Linked DNA regions of Danio rerio: region 2 is linked to region 1. A link is a contact called in public HiCAR-type data. All regions are on one chromosome and are shown on one strand. The core of a region is the stretch at or near the end of the contact, and the rest is flanking DNA. Distances in the headings are between cores, read along the strand shown. Region 1 holds the start of scpep1 (serine carboxypeptidase 1). Region 2 holds the start of dus1l (dihydrouridine synthase 1-like (S. cerevisiae)).

What was found. HiCAR-type assays count read pairs that join an accessible place to other places.
Region 2: a HiCAR-type map of caudal fin shows a contact between it and region 1, with 3 times the contacts expected there. The contact joins the promoter of dus1l here to the promoter of scpep1 in region 1. A contact is called at or near these places in 2 of 4 datasets of contacts at active chromatin or transcription factors (caudal fin and embryo).

The regions. Positions count from the first base shown.
Region 1 is chr3:34,984,465-34,987,164 of GRCz12tu, reverse strand. It overlaps scpep1 (serine carboxypeptidase 1), which reads right to left and starts at 1,387. Exons shown (of 13, transcript NM_200192.1): 1 at 1,236-1,387. The coding sequence starts at 1,299. coil (coilin p80) reads left to right here and starts at 1,466. Exons shown (of 7, transcript NM_131512.2): 1 at 1,466-1,832. The coding sequence starts at 1,582.
Region 2 is chr3:35,079,870-35,082,569 of GRCz12tu, reverse strand. It overlaps dus1l (dihydrouridine synthase 1-like (S. cerevisiae)), which reads right to left and starts at 1,338. Exons shown (of 14, transcript NM_199617.2): 1 at 1,262-1,338; 2 at 649-894; 3 at 1-93. The coding sequence starts at 1,303.

The DNA.
Region 1 (2,700 bases), core at 138-2,637:
GCATAAGCAGTGGATTCAAATGATTAAGTTCTACATTGAGAACTAAGATGCATGTTTGTTTTTCTTTTTTTAACACCATCCCAACTAATATGGTTATATTTACGACAAGATGCAAGTTTGTTTCACAATAAAAGAGCAACTCCAGCGTTATGGCTGGATGTGACATTTGCAGTAAAAATTTAAAACATAAAGTCACATGGAAATTATATGTTAACATTATATTGAAACTTTTGTTTGTATTTTCCAAACCAACTAACCACAGAGTTACGGGATCAGAAAAATATCAATCTCTGAACATTTTCAGATTTCAAATGAGGAAATAAACATGTATTATGATTGTGAAAAAAAGTTACCGTATACAACATAGTTTATAGAAATTCTGTAAATTAAAAGGATAAGATTTATCTCGCTACAGAACAAAACTGATTCGTTTTATTTTAGATTTTTGCAGTTATGAGGAAAAAGCTTTGTTATGGATGTGACTTCTCTATGTTATGGATGTAATAGATGTGAAATTGCCACTTGTGTGACTTTGGTAAATCAAATATAATAGTTTCAAAACATTGACAGAAACATGTTTGAGTATAAAGTACAGTAAAATACTTGCTTATGCAAAAAAGCAGATTCAGTTTTGCTATCTTGGTGAAAACTTCATTTTTTTTTCATGGCAAGGTTGACATTTGCATGGAATTGCTCAAAACTTAACATTAGGTTTCTACTCCCCCCTCTCCCTTTCAGTTGGATACTACATTTGGATTTTCCTGATTAAAACCAATTAAAAAGTATTAACAGAATAAAGAAGTTCCTTAAAGGTGAATACTGCAAGAATTGCAGTCAAGTAAGCTTTTTAGATATTTAATAATGTAAAGGAGTAAACAGAATACTCAGACAGATAGTCTGTTGATGTTTTCACTTTTACACTTACATGTTTATCGTTTTAAACGATTAAAATGTATTATTCCATTGTTCTTGACTATATGAATATAATCATTTATGCTCATCGTCTTTCATTAGAATCAACCGACTCGGTTTCGGTTAATCTCACGACTAACTGGATACAAATGAAACAACGGTCAACATCTTTCGGTTTCGGTTTGTCTCTCAAGTTACAAAACATTTCACTATATCTCCTCTCATGTTGCAGTTCCATTCATCATGACTAACAATAAAAACCAAAAACCCATAAATAGATACCCTACAACTTTCCTCAGTGTTAAATTGAACACATTTCATACCTTCATAAAAGCTCACAGCAAACAGCAGCACGACCAACATGCCAATCCACGACCGCGCCATCATTAATGACCTCAGGCTCTCTCAAACGGCTGCCACATTGGCTTGTGTCTGATGGACCAACGCCGACTATAAGTACTCAAACCCAAACCCCGAGCAATGTGATGTGCGGAACAGCATCATATGACTCTAGTCAGCTGACGAACAGGGAAATAAACCACATGGTGTCCCTTCCACACCGACAGAGCGCAGCAGAGTGTGTTAGAAACCGGCGGAAGCCGTCGTTTAAAACACTGAGCGCCTCCATCATCCTCATGACTGTACTGTAACGTAGTGTAGTGTTCAGGCATGGCCACCTCCAGCCTCAACACTGCCAGGGTTAGGTTGTATTTTGACTATCCTCCTCCTGCAACACCAGAGTGTCGGATGTGTTGGTTGCTGGTGGACCTGAACAAATGCCGAGTTGTCGCAGATCTTTCCAGCATCATAAAGGAAAAGTTTGGCTACAGCCGCAAGACTATTTTAGACCTGTTTATTGAGGAATGCTACCTGCCTTCTGCTGAAAGTATTTATATAGTACGTGATAATGACAGTGTAAGGTAAGAAGTTGTGTTGGGGATCAACATTTAAGAATAGTAGCCGTTGTTTTACTATGAATAAAACTAAAATGTAATAATTGGCAGCATAGTAACAGAAAACCATTCATGTTTTTTTTTACACTTACTACACCATAGTTTAACCATGTTCTTTTGCTGTAAACCTGCCTATATAAACGTGACTCTGGACTACAAAATCAGTCATAATTGTCAGTTTTTGAAATTGAGATTTAAACACCACCAGAAATTTATTAATGTATGGTTTGTTAGGATGGAACCACTTTTGGCTGAGATACAACCATTTGAATTTGAATCAGAAAAAAATCCACATATTCAGAAAATTACATGTAAAGTTCCTAGCTACAGTATACTTATTACTAATCAAAAATTGAGTTTTGTATTTACATATTTTAATATTTACGGTTGGACATTTACAAAATATCTTCATGGAACATGATCTTTACTTCATAGTGTTTTGAATTTGAAGAGGACTTTTGAAAGTCCAGGAAAACCAGGAGGACTTTTGGGTATCTTCAAAGCAGAAACCTTTCATAAGAACTCATCGTCGCTGTGGCATTCATCGAAAAATCTCTCTACTACTGCAGCTAGCACTCACTTAAATACATAATTTAGTGGGCAGTGCTTATTAGTGGAAAGTAAAGCTGCCATTATAGGATTAGTACATAAAACTTGTTTTTAGGGGCTTTGCCTGAATTACTCCTTCATTTGTTAGACAAAAGACACAACCGTGCTTTAACTGACAATATGGCATATCTGACATTATGCGTTTCTTTACATGCTACTGTATTTCACACATAGGCAGTCAGATCTGACATTACATTACATTGGATACATGATACTGTCCCTTGCA
Region 2 (2,700 bases), core at 89-2,588, 95 kb before region 1:
CTGCGGGCAACCCAAATTCAGATCGATGGCGTCACAGTAATCCTGGGCGAGCAGTGCTGCTTGGATAAACACCTCAGGATCATTGGCACAGAACTGGATGGAGACATCAACATGAAAATGACACTCATGCAGCAAAACATACTCTCCATCTCTTCGTATTGAGGTAAAGTTAGTTGTATATTCACACATTCGTTCAGTGCAACCTGTGACATGTTCCCAATATTGTTTACCATGGTACTTTGAACATTCGGCCTGAAATCACATGCACTTAAATCAGAATCAGTTTTATTGCCAAGTGTGCTTTACACACAAGGAATTTGTTTTGGCTACAGAAGCTTCCAGTATACATAAAGTGACAAGTGACAACACAAATATGAAAAAAAGGAAGATAAACATTAAACGGAGATGCAGTTAGTCAAAAAAGATCTGGATGGTAAATTGCATGTACATATTTGATATAAATATACAGGTAAACAACATTAGCACTATTTAGTTGACTGTGAACAATGTTGTACTTTGATAGCCACTGGCTGCTAATATGATGCAAAGAAGTATACTTTTCTGAAAATATATTATTAAGCAGAAAGTCCGTGAATGTGTGAATTTAAAACCAACTTCACCTCAATTCTCTACTGTCCACAGACCCACCTGAGTGATGAGGGGTCGGTCCTCCTGGTTGACCTCGCTGTAGAGGTTTTCCCGGCGGTAGTTGGCATCTCGGACGAAGACCTGTGCGTGCAGCATGGGTGTGTAGCAGAGCTCTGCGCCATGTCTGCGGCTCAGCAGCCTCCACGCCAGCTCGCTCTGATCCACCATGGGCGCGACCACGAAGCGCGCGCCCTTCAGAGTGCGCCTCCAGAACTCGAACCCGAGGGGTTTCGTCATGCTGCCTGCCTACATAGGGTGAAACATTAATACTATTGTAACGTTAAACAAATAAGGTCACAGTCGAGGATATGATTTGCTTGCATGCCTAATGTGTTACCATAACTTAACGTAGGCAAACGTGTATTGTACGAGTAATAGAGTATAGTATGAGCATTACATTTAGATGTGCGAAGTCATTGTTTACTTCACATTTTAAAATGTGTTTCAGCAAAATAAGCTGAAGAGGTTGGACTCACGGAATGGGATGTAAAAAAAAAAAAGAAATAGACCTTAATGCACACAAAAGGCAAACCCTTTGAGTTGGCTTTTATATTAACTTTGAGTTGTCATTATTTTAAATTACGCTGCATTTAAATGAGAACTAAGTACTTACAGTAGCTTGTGGTACAGCCAGACTGCGATATATGCGGCACATGAACTGTTGTATGTGTCGCGGTGAAATACAGCCGTGAGGAAACATTGCACCGATAGATTTATTCCGGGTGCGATTAAAACACGCATCTCTTTTGGTAAGACTTATCAATGAACTGTAAATTTATGTCTTTGTAAAACCAGACGTACGTGTCATATTTTTAATGTACCGATGTATTCTTTTTATATGTGATCAAGTTTGTATATGTCCGTATTTGCATCAGTTTAATGGAGAGAGGACTAGAAATTGGACCATAGGCATTTACAAGCATAACAATATTTTTTCTTTCTATAATTTTGTATTTTCTATAATTGTTTACTGATATTTGTATACTAAAATGTTTACCTCTGTACAATCGTGCTGCACTTACAACGTTCCACTAGGTGTCTCTGTAAACTCAATCATGCTGTGGAGATAGAGCCTATGAAGGCCCTATTTCATTTACAGTTTTTCTGAGTGGCTTTGGTGCATTTCTCACAACACTATTTACATTTGCACTACAGTTAATGCATTTCTCAAAACAATTAGTCATTTGTGCACATCCTAGTAGCAGTTTCTCATTCCTTCCAACACATTGCAAATGCTTTTGAGCATGCTTCAATTGCTTTCATACAACTCTGCTGTTTATAACATTATCATTTGCTTATGTCATGTCAGTCAAAATTAACTAAACTTCTGAATGCTGAATAGTCATTCCATATAAAACTAATAGTCCTTATTTCATTACTTGAGTCATTACATACAAAAATGTTGAACTAGTTGTCAAAATATGTCAAGCAATTTTTTCCCCTGAAAATGTTTCCTAAATTGAACAATTTCATGAATGATTTACAGACCTGTGTGTTGTAGGTTCAGTTCCAATATGTACTGCAATATCATTTACAATCATGCTTCCAAAGTAAGTTTATGTTTGTTGTAAATAAGGGTGTGTTTATTCTTTTGCACAATGCTGTGAGTGTGAATACATTATAATTGCAAAGAGCAAATGCAGTAAAAATGTGAAACATACATATCCAGTGTCTTGTACACAGATACCTCACTAAATGCAGTGATGTCTAACTTTACTGTAGTTTTCAAATGGCTGTGCAAATAACATGCTGTCTTGAGCATTTTCCGGAAGTGTCACCAAAATCTGACTTTTTATTTTTTTCCATTGGAAAAAATGTGCAGAGTAAACTGTCATAATGAAAACATGACAAAGCCATTGGACTATCTTGTTCATAAACAATGGTGTCAGGACTTTTCATCTTGAAGACACTTTCAATGACATCAATACTTGTTCTAAATGAGTGAGCTTTCCATTTTGAGCAAGTGACACACTTTTGCTGGTTATCAACTAGGTTTTGCCGTTTGTACTAATTGATTTGAGAAATGCATTAACTGTTGTGCACATGTAAATA